Regions from separate parts of the Zea mays genome. Here region 1 is linked to region 2. The links are chromatin contacts, called in public Hi-C maps. All regions are on one chromosome and are shown on one strand. Each heading gives the region's core, a stretch centred on a gene start, on an enhancer-like site or on the middle of the called end of the contact. The rest is flanking DNA. Distances are from core to core; before and after follow the strand shown.

Evidence for each region. Hi-C and Micro-C count contacts between places; a contact is called where the count stands out from the background.
Region 1: a contact with region 2 is called in a Hi-C map of leaf, with 8 times the contacts expected there. The contact joins the promoter of LOC100194236 here to the promoter of LOC100193721 in region 2. A contact is called at or near these places in 2 of 25 Hi-C or Micro-C datasets (ear and leaf).

What each region holds. Positions count from the first base shown.
Region 1 is chr1:231,415,650-231,422,498 of Zm-B73-REFERENCE-NAM-5.0, forward strand. It overlaps LOC100194236, which reads left to right and starts at 1,790. Exons shown (of 11, transcript NM_001367049.1): 1 at 1,790-2,110; 2 at 2,368-2,480; 3 at 2,576-2,630; 4 at 2,735-2,790; 5 at 3,073-3,120; 6 at 3,397-3,445; 7 at 3,599-3,682; 8 at 3,807-3,874; 9 at 3,976-4,101; 10 at 4,200-4,275; 11 at 4,366-4,648. The coding sequence starts at 2,060. The coding sequence ends at 4,440. It also overlaps the pseudogene LOC100283799.
Region 2 is chr1:230,909,107-230,916,425 of Zm-B73-REFERENCE-NAM-5.0, forward strand. It overlaps LOC100193721, which reads right to left and starts at 4,585. Exons shown (of 2, transcript NM_001358872.1): 1 at 3,386-4,585; 2 at 511-2,961. The coding sequence starts at 4,446. The coding sequence ends at 663. It also overlaps the pseudogene LOC109942127.

The DNA of each region.
Region 1 (6,849 bases), core at 540-3,039, 500 kb after region 2:
GTATGATGTGTTGAGTTTATTTTTTCTTGGTGTATGTATACAGCTTAACTTGAAATTATTTCCATATCAACTTCTTTGCGAGAATTCCGATCTTGCATTTTAGTATCCAAACTACTGTGATACGCTTTGTTGCACATATACTGAACTAGTTAGGTATGCGTGCACGGTTTCTATATATCATATAGGTAGACCTTTTTTAAAGGGATAGTTGTTTAAACACATTTTGAACATTTACAACGATTTGTGTTCTATTCGAACGGATTGTTCTGCCAGATCTCAACGTGCCTACTGCCTACTATGTAACCGGCATAAGTGCATTTTATATGTTCAGTGGGAAAACATAATTCTAATATTCGCGTCATTTCGTGTGAGATGGCTTGGAGGACACCAAACCTTAGTCGTCACCTCTACCTTTTCCTCCTCTCCGATTTGATGGCACTAGACTGAACAAACAAAGGTCTGGCTTGTGAGGATAGTGTCAGTAGGGTCTTCGTGACTTCAGGCTTGTGCGGACGGCAACACCATGATGGGTTCTTGCGTCGGTGACCCCTCCACTCTTCAATCAAACAACAACAATCTTGAATTTAACTAATTCTAAATTTAACAAATAAAAAATTTATCCTGTATTTTAGTCGATGATCTGACAATTATGTTATCGGTATATATATGCTCAAATGGACTTGGTTTGTTGGGTAGCTAGCTTATGGCTTGGCACGATTTAACCCAGCTCGTTGCCCATTGAGCTCATGTTGATCTGGCTCGGTCACCGTGAGCCTTAGGTGCGGCATATTGGGTTAGGCCTAACACGATCTATTTTTGTTTTTTCACTATTTTTTCATAAACTATCTATATTATGTTTGAGTATAGAGTATAAAAAATAAGAAAATATGTGTGTTGTGTTGACTAGGTTAGGTGGATGTGAATGTGTGTTTAGAGCCAACAACCATGATTTAAACTTTCACATCCAAACCCTTTAGATGTTGGGGTTTTAGAGCAACTCCAGTCAAACTCTCCCAAATTTTGACTCATCTATGTTTAAGTTAATTAGGAGGGTTGTTCGTTTCGAATTAAAGTATGCTGTTTGGATTGCTTCAGCTGCAATAATAGAGACAAAAATGCTGTAGAATGAGTAGAAGTTGATACAGATTAAATCCAATCGAACATGTTGGAAGAGAGGATGAGGTGCTTCTTGTTCCTAAATTTTGCCTTATTCATAGGGCATGTTTGGAACCTTTCTTTTGATGAGATTTTGTGAGAATCTGACTATGGGGATAATTCTAGTATTGTGTGATTACGTGCGAAGAAAAATGAAGGAGTCTAGGATCCATAATATAGAAAGTGAAGATTCCTACTATCGCCATGAATTGATCGATTATGTGATCACTGTCCGTGCGCCCCTGATGGAGCCACGCAGGGCGCAGCTCTGTTGGTGACAGATGAAGATGTTCGTACCCCGCCCCCACGGTACCTTATTTACACGTCCCCCCAGCCCTCTGCGAAACGGCAACAAACGCGCTCGTGAACGGTGGTGGTTCGAGCAGAGCGGCACGACGCGACCGCGCCTACCACGTTCAAACCGACCCAAACGGGACGCCCCTTTGCCCTCTTTTCCCTCGGTCTCCACCCGGCCCGCCGCTCACCGCTGCCAGCTTCTGCAGCTCGCACCGCTCCCGAGTCCGAGTCCAACAAGGCTTGAGCAGCCGACGCCACCCCGGTCGGTCGACCTCCCTCTCCCCACCGACACCGCGGGCCCGCACGCAGAGACCCCGCATGTCACCGTCTACACTCGGTGACGGCGCGAGCAGGTTTCCAGCCGCGAGCCCCGCGACTGATCTGAGCTCGTGCCTGGCTAGCTAGTAGATGTCTCCGACCGTTGCCTTTAAGCTCGCACGCGAACCGTCCCACACTCTGCGCAAGCCACTGCCGCTGCCGCTGCCGCCGCCGCCGCCGCCTTCAGTCTCCGTCTCCACCGGTGCCCTCGTCTCCCAGCCGCTGCCGCCGCCGCCGCCGCCCCGTGAGAGCCGGCGCAGCAATCCGGTTGCTTGGGGACGCAGCGAGGATGGGCAGCACCAGCGCGTTCGTCATCAGGTGGATCAACTTCTTCACCATGGTCAGTCTCAGCCCGGCCCACCTCCATCCTTCCTTGCTCTCCCTTCTCCCTTCTCCAATCGGAGGAGCCGTCCTGCTTTCGTTCGGCCTCGCTCGAGGCTGATTCTCGATTCCTGCTGTCCCGGCGGCTGATTGCTGTTTGCTGAAGTACACTTCCCCCCACCATTTTACTACACCCTATCTCTGCTCTGCTTACTAGTAGTTTCGTGGCAAATAACTTGTCGGTGTTACTTTCTCGCGCCGCTGTTCCTGGGACAGATACTGGCGCTACTGGTGGTGGGCTTCGGGTTCTGGATGAGCACCCACGACGACGAGTGCAGGCGGACCTTGACCGTCCCCGTCATCGCCCTCGGTGGAGTGATCTTCCTCATGTGCGCGTCACCGTCCCGTGGCATCATTATGACCTCGGCGAACTGTCACGCTCCCCGCTTTAACCTCTCTGCCTCACTGACGATCTGTGCTGCAGATCGCTCGTCGGATTCCTTGGTGCCTGGAAGAACATCTCCTGCTTGCTCTGGACAGTATCCTTCCTCCTCCAATTAACCGGTTGAGTGAAGCTTTAATCGCTTTGGTTCCTTGGTACTTTTTGGAGTGCCATCTGTTGCCTTGACGTGTGGGTGCCTAGTATCTGATCATGCTGTTCGTGGTCTTGGTGGCAATCATGGTGTTCACGGTGCTCGCGTAAGTCCCGCCGCTTAATAACTTGTGCCGCGATGGCATTGGCACCACGGCCTTTGTAGCTGATCACTTTGTAGCAATGATGGTGTACCATTTTGGACTTTGGAGTTATTACTCCCAAGTCCTGGTTCTCAATTAACTGTCTGACTTAGGGGTGTTTGTTTGGGATTATAATCTGCCCAGATTATATAATGCAACAAATTTTGAACTAACCCCTTAATAACCTTTTTTCAGCAGTTTGTTTGTAGCTGTGAGGAACTCATTCTTGGTTTTCTACTGCTGCAGGTTTATCATAACAAACTCCGGAAGTGGCCATACTGTTCCTGGGGCTAGGTATGTGGATGACTGGATGTTAGTATTTTCATAGAAAGATCATGACCCTGCGAGTTCCAGCTCTACAGTACGGAAACTTACGGATAGGGGATAGTAGCCTAAACCGATCTACCCACCGCTACATACAGGTTTTGAGCTTTTTTTCCATGACCTCACAGTTTAAAAATGTCATCGAAGCTCTGATCCTAGGAGAGAGTTTAACTCTGGTTTCTTGTCTTAAAGTGCCCCTGCCTGCGCATCAGAAATACACTGAAGCATTTCAAATGTTCTATGTAGGTATAAAGAGTACCGTCTCCAGGACTACAGCTCCTGGTTTGTCAAACAGGCATGTCATGTCACGTCCCTTTGTTCGAAAGACTTCTATGTTTTCTGCCGTAGTACAATACAATAGATTTGCTCATTCCACCGCGAGATCTCTTCCACCGCGCTACCATAACTCTCTTCATTTTATTTGTGTGTATTTTTTTTTCAAGTACAGCTCGATGACACGGAGAAATGGGCTCGCCTGAAAAGCTGCCTGGTGAAGACAGATGACTGCAATAGCCTGTCGAGAAGATACAAGGTGACTCCTGTCCTGTCCTGTCCTTCACATGATTCACTTGGTTCAACTCTGCTGGAGCTGCTCCCTTTTTGCAGCCGTTGCTTTCGTTGAGATCTTAATTACCAGCCCCCAACTTCGCGTGCAGACCGCGAGAGAATACAAGCTCGCGGACCTCACTCCCATGGAGTCGGGTTGCTGCCGCCCGCCAGCAGAGTACTGCGCCTGGATGCCCATCTCAACCTTTTCTTTTCATTAGTGGTCAGCGTAGTCTCTCAGGCACGGGCATCATCACAAGATTGCTCTGGTTTTTTCAGGTGCGGGTTCCCAGCTCTGAACGCGTCCTATTTCGATCTGAGCTATCACCCGGCGAGCGCCAACGCCGACTGCAAACTGTACAGGAACGCGCGCTCTGTCCGGTGCTACGACTGCAGCTCTTGCAAGTGAGTGAGCTACTCCGGCACCTCACTACCCCCTCAAACTCCGAACCGTCAAAAAACCATTTCGGGATGCTGATGCGGCAGCGATACTGTTGTTCTAGAGCTGGTGTCGCGCAGTACATGAAGACGGAGTGGCGAGTGGTGGCTATCTTCAACGTGATATTGTTCGTCATCCTGGTAAAGCCGACACGGCACACTTATCTGGCAGGCACCTGTTCGTTCTCTGCTCCATGTTTCTTCATATATGTGCAATTGTGCTGTGGCTAGTCGTTCGTGTACTTCGTTGGCTGCTGCGCGCGGCGAAACGCTGGAGGAGGCGACGCGAAAGGCCGTGGCAGGTGACGGGATCACTTCTTCGAGGTGAAGTGAAGCGCTTGGCCATCCTATGTGGAGTTAGTTAAGCTTAGTATCAACACCCCCCCTGTAAAATTGTTCCATCAAATATTCAAAGTTCCTTTGATGAAGTACCAGGACCTGTCGCTGCCTAGTAATACTCTGTTGCAAATGTGGGCTGTGTTTCTTGGTGGTAAAAGGGAATGTCATTTCGCTCAGCAAATCGCGCATGCTTTTGCACGGCAGATTATACTTAGACGTGGCAGGCTGTGGAATAGGAAGTTTGCTAGAGATACGTGCAGTGTGATGTGCCAAATACTGCAGGTCTTCACTCTTCAGCAACGCCCGTCAGCCAGGTGTTCAGCAACAGCAGCGCGGACGACTGCTGCGCCGACACGTGCAGTGATGTGCCTAATACTGCAGGGTTTAGTGCTTGTAATTGGACGACCATCAGTGTGATGTAGTGAAGTGGTGACAGCAGTCGGTGGATGTTAAATCCAGACCGGAGCAGAGCTCACCTGGAGACTGAAGGGTCCTTTTCGAATTTCTTCATCTGTAAAACTTGTGATCCCCTCCGCAAGAACAGCAAACAGAATCAATCGAGTGAAACAATTTTAGGCAGTGTTTGGTTGAAGAGCCAAGTAGAATGGAGCCGTTCTGTTTCAGTTTTGTTGCTGTTTGGTTACAAAGTAAGTAAAACGGAATGACTCCAATTAGAAAATATTTTCCTCAGATCCGGAACCATTCCGCTCCAAAAAAATCAACCGAACGGAGCCGCTCCGTTCTCATTCCGCTCTCACAGTCACGCTCCGTTCCGTTCACTCTGCAACCAAACAAAAAACAGAGCCGCTCCGTTCCAGATTACCAAACACAGAACAGAGCGGCTCAGTTCCTAGAATCAGGGATGGAACGGCTCCGTTCTACTTGGGTCCTCAACCAAACACTATACTGGGACAGGGGCACCAAATCAGGTGGGCCAACCATATAATCTTATCAACCAAGACTCACTCAGCTGCTGCTTGAAGCATGTCGTCTGAAAAAAAAACTCCTCAGCAGAACACAAAAAAACCAGGTACTTTTTATAAATATATAACACCGTTGATATTTTAAAAAAAAATTTGACCACTCACCTTATTTAAAAAAATAATAAGTTATCATTTTTTTATTTGTTTAGTTTATGCTTGACTTAAAATTTTACGTAAATAAATATTTTGAATAAGACGAGTGGTTAAAGTTTTTTTAAAAAAATTAATGATATCATATATTTATAAACGGATGCACAGTAATACTGTAGAAGGTTAAAGGTTGTCGTACCTTGGAAATAGATACATGTTTGATGTTTGCTTGATTAGCGTAGCCAGTTTTACCATTTCCTAAGAAATCAAGACCCCCAGCGGTAATCATCTACTAGAAAGTATTGCTATCTAAGGTAATTAAAACAACAAAATGTTAAAACGTTCATGGATAAAGTTTTAACTTTTAAACGAAATTTAAACATAATTTTAAACATCACAGATTTTTCAATACATCATAATTTCAAACAATAACATGAAGTTAAATACCAAAACAACTAACATAAATTCATATAATAATATTGTACAAAATGATATGTACATAATCATATTACCACAATAACACAAGATCAACTAAACAAGCGAGGAGAGGAGGATGATAGCCAGGGGATTATGGGAGGCGGGCACTAGCCACTAGCCAGCGCCTGGCGGAGGAGGCCTATGGTGAGGGAGGCGAGCAGGACAGACGGACGCTAGCGACGGAGGCGAGGCCGCGGCCCGCGGGGGAGCAGGGGAGGCGGCGAACAAGCAAAGAGGAGGCGGGCGAAGCGCAGGGAGGCGGCAGACAGGAACAGGGCACAAAGGCAACGAGAAGAGAGGTGGTGATGCTTGAGGCCTTACGGTTTTAGAGCTTCTTTAGGAGCAAGGGTATTAGAGAGTGCTCAAAGGGACTAAAATTTCTTACTATTTAAAATTAAATAATAAGAGATTCTAGTCCTCAATCCTCTCAATATTTTTCTTCCAAACAAACCTTTAGGGTATGTTTTTTAATCGTGGGCTAGGCTGAAGTTTCATAAAGCATTAAAGCATACCCATTCTACATCCAATAGCGTTTAAACGCTAAAATCAGGTGCTTTAGAGCTTTAAACGAGCGCTTTATGCTTTCTCGTGAAACATTGAACTGCTTTATGCACTTAGCAGAGTTTTAGCGCTTAAAAGGCGCCTAAGCGACTTTCTAATAACACTCTTGCTAGCAAACAATGTGAAAGATAGCAAGGAAGGAATTTCCTAAAGAAACATTAATAAAAAGACTTTCACTAGCAAATATCACATTCTCTCCAACATGCTTGAATATATGATCATTCGGCTATAATGTAATAAAAAGAGAAGATCAAAGCTAGTGTTT
Region 2 (7,319 bases), core at 3,335-5,834:
AAAGCTCACCGACGCCAGCGACAAGCTCATCTGATGGTGGACCACGGATGGCTCATACTCCTCGAGTTTAGCTTACTTAGCATTGTTAAGAGATATTGTATAGGATGAGAAGTTGTAATCAAGTTTTATAGATATCTTAGATATTGTTTAAAATAGTTTAAAATCTAATTTAAATCTGTGTTGTATTTATCTAGGTTTGGTAGATATTTCTTCTTGCAGCCATTTATACAAATTTTTCTTTCTTACTTCTCCCTTTTATGCTTAGGGGCTTGTCTGACCAGTTGTATGTTTGTTTTACTCCTTTTATTTTGCGGCAAAACTCTTGATATCCCTTCTTAAATTTTAAAAACACATCTATCTATGAGTTGTACACGCCCTAAAAGAGAAACCTGAAAGTAGTGGTACCAGGATCAGAAGAGTATTTCCAGAATGTATGAAGAGTATCTTCAGGATGCACATATATATATGCTGCAAGCACTGCAGAAGAGAAAGAACACGACACTTCTGTTCTGGATGAAGAAGGTTCCAATGATTTTCAAGTTTGTTACATCGATCAATACAAAGAAATAACACAGCATCAAGTACTTCAGTATCTCTATTCTCTACATAGATCTTTGTCAGGATTCGGCCATTCGGGATAACATAGCTGGGCTAGTTACAAGTCACAAGAAGCGGTCAAGCAGAAGCCCATCAATCCATACTAATACCCTCTTGACCTTTGCACGATAGGCACTTCCCTCATTGATGCAAGAGTTTGCAAGCAGAGGGCAGTTGTTAATGCTCACGACCTGAACTGAGCTAGGCAAGCCTCCATTTGGCAGGGACTTAATCGAACCACAGTCTGAAATCTCGAGTCTTACTAACGAATCAAGACCACCCATGTCCGGAAGGTCGGTAAGCCTCCCACAAGAAACGATCTCCAAGTCTTCCAACGCTTGCAGGCGCTGCATGCCCTCTGGCAGTTCACGAAGCAGAGGACAGTGCCTCACACAGAAGTGAGTCAGGGTACACGGTGGCCAGTCCTCTGGTATGTGCTGCAGCTGCTCGCAGTGGCTGATCTCCAGGCGCTGCAAAGATGTATGCAACTGTCCGATCCTTGGGGGGAAGTTCACTGTAGGCATGTTGCAGAGGGTGATGGATGTTGGAGAAGAAAGCCTGGGCCATGATCCCCATATCCAGTCGCCACTAGCGTCTACGTTCACGCGCTTCAGCGATGGGAAATTCCGGAGGCCACGGAAACTGACTGACCCTGTCACTGTGATCTTGGCCAGCGACGGAAGGCTGTGAGTCACTTGTTCCAGCATGCAGCAGTTCTCAAGAACAAGCTCGAGAAGACTAGACAGAGCGCATCTCCCATCCCCGTCCCCTTCCCAACGCTGCAGTCTGGTCATCCCCTCAAAATGCAGCTTCTTCAGTGATCGGAAGCTCCGGCGTACTCCACTTTCCCCGAAACAGTCACCGCAAAACTCACGGCAACTGATGGAGACCAAGCTATCCCAGCCTTTAAGATGGAGATTTTCCAGATGGGACAGTAATCCAAGGCAAGGGAGAGTGTCACACCTCTTGAAATCGCAGAGGCTCACAGTGACCAGGTCCGCGTAGCCTGCAGAACCAAGCCAGCTAGGGCATGCCATGCCGGTGTAACCCGAGATGGTGAGCTCCTTGATGCTGGTGGGTGCCTTTAGGCGATCTACTATTGCCTCGGCTTCTTCAATCTCGTTGCTGCTAGGGGAAAGCTTCAGCTTTTGGAGGATCTTCTTGGAAGGTTGCGTAGCTTCTTCTTGGTTGTCCCACGAGAGCTCCAGCTTCTGGAGGAACCGCTTGGAACTCAGCTGCGCCTGCGTGGCTTCCTGCACGTCCTTAACGAGATGCATGTTTGAAATGAGAAGCTCCCCACGGAGGTCGTTCAGATCGGCCAGCTCCCCTATCCCACCTCTGTGAGGGTGGACGACAGACCTCTCGCTTACGACGAATCTTGACAGGGTTTGAAGGTTCGTCAGCAACCCTATATCCTTGGGCATGCATCTCAAGCTGCAGACTTTGTGGCGAGGATCATCAGGAGCCATTAGCAGATCGATGTGCCTTAGCTTGCAAAGGCTCTTCAGATCGTGTGGCAACTCTTCCAGCTCATAGCAGTTCCTGAGCCCCAGCGTCTGAAGATTGTACAGCTCACAGATCGACTCGGGTAAGCATCTGATCCTGGTGCCTTGAAGCTGGAGGCACCGGAGATGCTTCAGCTTCCCTATCGATCTAGGCAGAGCAGTCACACCAAAGTTACTCAGATCTAAAGCTCGTAGCCTTGTGTACCTCTTATCGATGTCGTCAGGGATCTTCAGATCCACATCCTTGGAACCACCCAGAGCTATCAACGTGTGCAGGGACTCGCCACAGGAGATCACCTGGAACATGTCTTGGCTCGCATCCTTACAGAAGACGACCGTCAAATGCCGGACTCTCACTGGAACGCTGTAGCGCTGTCGTCCCATCAGGTAGCATCCGCAGTCCGCGCCCGAGACATTCGAGGCGAGGTCGTGCATCATCTCTGACAGGACGTACCTGTGCTCTTCCCCGGTGCGGTCGACGTGCGCTATCTGGAAGAAGGACTGGCTGACTAAAGACTTGAAGTAGGCTCTTCCGGTGTCCTCGACTGTATCGTCGCTGCCGGCGTCAGGTATGAAGCCCTGAGCCATCCAGTGCCTGATGAGCCATTCCTTCTCGAACTGGAACTTATGCGGGATGATGGAGCTGTACGCGAAGCAGGGCTTGAGATGGTAATCCAGCTGCACGTAGCTCAGCCGTAGGGCTCTGTTGAAATGGCTGGTGCTGGAGTCCCATTTCTCCTCCCGCAAAATATCTGCCCACTTGCTTCTGTCGTTCTCCTGGCGCAGTCTAATGGTGTATCCCAAGCTTGCTGCTATGAAGGGTACACCCCTGCACTTGCGTAGAACTTCTTCCTTCAGTCTGCCAAAACAAACATTGTCTTATTGTTCTACCCAAAATGCGTTTAGGGGCCGTTTGGACCCTTTAATTTTAATAGAGTAGGCTATTAGTTTAGAATTTAACATTTTACCACTTTTTAAAGTTTAAATGTAAGCCTATCTCAAAAATACGTTGTGGAGAGATGGAAACCGATTTTATATATCTTCAGACTATATTTACTCTACAATTTATAACACATTCTTCGGCTCGCTTCTCTATATTAAAAATATAGCACATAAATATACTCTCTCTCATCTGACAACAATGGTATAAACAAATATATTAGTCTAAAATTATAATAGCTTAATCGACTCATGCCTAAATTATAATTATTAGAATGAAATTCAATTATAAAGATCTAAAGCTACAAAATAAAGTAAAGTTGTAGTGAGGATTTGAGAAGTACCTTGTGTCGTCTGGGACATGTGCATGATGCTCCGTGCCTTGGGCGCACTGGCTGAACAATGACAAGCAGTCCTCTTCTTCCAGACGCTGCAACCTGTGCGGGCCTAACGTACGAACAAGCCCAGCAACATTCTCGCTCCTCGTCGTCACTATGATCTTGCTTCCTGGAGCACCGCTGAGGAACGAACGCTTGAGCATGTCCCAGTCCTCCCAGCTCTCGTTCCAGTAGTCGTCCAGGACGAGGAGGTACCTTCTCCCTCGCAGCAGCCGGTCCAGGCTCGTGTGGAGGGTGTTGAGGCTATGGCTTTGAAATTGAGAGCACTGTATGGATTCTATGATAGATGAAAAGATCCTTTCTATGCTGAACTGATGTGTCACATGAACCCACAGCTTCAGCTCGAAGTGCTTCGCCACACGCTCGGCCTTGAGGACCAGCTGAGCCACGGTTGTCTTCCCGATGTAGGCCTCCCCCACGATCGGCAAGACCGCCACGACATTGCCGGGCTTCGGGTCAGGTCGAAGAAGCATCTCTACGATCTTCTCCTCATCGCCGTGTCTACCGCACACCACGGTCGGAGGAAGCAAGGAGGTCCGCTCGTTCCCGCCACCATCACATGGCTGACCATTCTGCGCTTGGAGGTCCAGGAGCATCTCTTGTATATTTCTGATGCCATCAATCCTGTCGGCAAAATCCTTGAACTTGTTCTCCATATTATGCCTAAACATCGCGCGTGAAGGATTCAAGACGGTAGTTACGGTGCTGTTACGCAGACGGGTGGCGGGACGGATCACCTTGCGGCGCTGGACCTCGTAGCAGTACTCGTCCAGCGCCTCCGACCCTTGGTAGCTGACGTCTTTCAGGCTGGCGAAGAACGCCTCCTCCGACGCGGACAGCTGCGTCTTCTTCTCGGCGGTCCCGAGGGCAGCTTGGATCATGCCCAGCTTAGAGACTAATTGCTTCCTCCCTTCCTCGAGATGGCGTTCAGACTGCTCCTCCTTCAGAAGGTACACCATGACCTGGTAAAGGGATTGCAGAAAGGCCGAGAGCAAAGCGTCATCCATCGCAGCGGATTGAGCTGCCTTCCTGAGGTATGGAAATGGAAGGACGTTCTGCTCTGCTATGCTCTCCTCTCACGACACGAGGTATGGGAATGGAAGGATGCTCGACGGTGCAGGAAGGAGAGAAGATGGCTGCAAATGCGTAGGGACCTCACCTCGTAAATAGAAAGCTGTGACCTGTGAAGGGAACGCTAACGAATCAAAAACGAGTGAAGACTTGGAATTTGTCCACGCAAGGTCAATTCTAAACAGCCAAGACCAAGACCCACCGTGCTACGTACATACGCAGTCGTGCTATGTATATACACAGTCTCGTTCATAGTTTAGCAAATGGTTTCGTTCATTCTATAACGATTCATTATCTTCTTTTTTTTAAAAAAAACTTGTGCTATGTACAGACGCAGCCGTGCTATGAGCTACATTGTTCTTGCACAAGGCTCTACATTGTTTTTGCACAAGGCTAGGAAAAAAAATAGGTCATACTAAGGTCTTATTTATTTTTCTTCTAGATTATATAAGCTGAATTATAGCGTAAAGATATAAAGATAAAATATCACTTTGAGACTTTAAATAACCTGAATAAGCTAACGTTGGATAGCTTATTTCAGCTTATTTGTGATTATAAAATGATATTTTATCTTTATACTCTTCCATCATAATCTAGCTTATATAATTTAAGCGAGAAATAAATACACCCTAAATATCATAATATATTGATCCTTCATGAGACCTTAGTTTTATCGGTGCTGCCATTCTGAACGTTTATGCTTTGGAGACCACCTCATTGCGCATACAAAATATCCAGTTGCTTGAGGCCGATGTTCAATCATCACAACAAGTGGAACAAGTTGGACTGTAAAAAGACAAATCACAACTTTCAGATGCTGACACACATTAATGGCAGCGATATTTTAACTGTTTTGAGATGCTGTCACGCAACTAGAATAGTCCTTCACCAGGGGCGGATGTAGAATTTTTTACTAATGATGTCACAGTGCAATTGATGTGTAAAAAATGTTCCAATTTCAATTCAATATGTACTACCATATAATGTAATATTAAGTCAAAATAACATTATTTAAACAAAGTCAAGATTTACCTCTCATAGAAGCATTCTGCGGGCGATTCTTCATCTTTTGAAAGCGATCAATTATAACAGCATCGGAAATTGTAGCTATCATGGCAGGCTCAACAAAGCAAATGATACAGTCATTCATAAACTGATTACCAATGCGATTACGTAGTATCGTCTTCACAATTTTCATTGCAGAGAAGCACCTTTCAACAGATGCAGTAGCAACCGGCAAAACAAGTGCTAGCTTTAGAAGACGTAGACCAGAGGAAAAGCAAGATGCTTCTTTGTGCCCACCATCAATTTAGCAAGTTCAGTAATAGTATTCAGATTAGAGAATCTTTCATCAGCTTGTATATTGTCAATGTAAATTGGAAGTTCATGAGCAAGATCCTTCAATTGCTCTGGACTGAAATCATCGAAATAGTGCTTAGCTAATTCCATTAAGCTCTCCAAATTGAAGTTGCCAAAAGAATCCTTCAGGCTAAGAGCAGCCATGTAAGTTAGCAAATTAGAATTTGTTTCACCAAAGCGATCATTGAACTCAATGAGTAGCAAGTCAATAACTGAGTTTAAACAATCCCATCTATAATGTTGATAGTTAGTTCGATTTGACTTTTTCCTTGGTTTATGGCGATCAATGTACTCCTCTTCCATGTCCAACTTTGGAATATCATGCTGTTCACAAAATGAATATATTGTCTTTATCAAAGATTCCCAACCGTCATCTCTAATTTGTTGAAATTTTTGCTTTGTTAATTTTACCTCTGTCATGGCCTCCAATATATCCTGATCCTTCCTTTGTAAACAAAGTGATAGAGAATTTGCATAGCCCAGGATCATCAACATCATGTGTAAATGAAACACAAAATCAAAATCCTTGAGATAATCTAGTAGCCCACGAGCTTGGCGTCTCTTTTTGTCATTTGGGCCATGCTTTTCCACATATTCAAGAACCTCAATAACAGAAGGAAACAAGCTATTAAGACTCTTGAGAGTCTTATAGTGAGAGCACCACCGTGTGTCTCCAGGTCTTTGAAGAGATTGTTCTTGGTTCAATCCTGTTCCAGTACTAATCTGTCCACTGCCTATTGCTTTTTTACTCTATCTTGTTGACTTTGTCGTATCATGTCTTTTCTTTTGCAAGAAGCTCCAGCCACATTAAGTAGAAGAGATATCATGTCAAAAAAATCACTAATAGCATCATTCTTTTTAGCTACTGCCACAATGACTAACTGAAGTTGGTGGGCAAAACAGTGGACATAATATGCTGACCCATTGTCTTTCATAATCAAAGCTCTCAATCCATTGAACTCACCTCTCATATTGCTTGCTCCATCATAACCTTGGCCTCTAACTTGTTTCCAACTCAATTATACTTAGAAAATAAAGCATCAATATTTGACTTGAGACATGAAGTTGTTGTCTCAGCGACATGGACAACACCGATAAGTCTTTCCTTGAGTTCTCCACAATTACTGACATACCGCAAAACCACTGCCATTTGTTCTTTATCAGAAACATCAGTGGATTCATCAACCAGCAAACAGAATACATCACCACCAATTTCTTCAATAATAGAATTCACTATGACCTGCAATTAACACATCACATATCATTCAAGATCTACATTACATATCATTAATAGAATTCAATATGAACTGCAATAAACCTATCTTACCTCTGCAAAGCAATTAGCAATATCCTTTTGAATTTCTGGAGATACCATCTGATGATTTTCAGGAGCATTTCGAAGAACCACCCTCTTAATCTTTTCATTTTGCTCTGTCAAAAGTTTCACTAA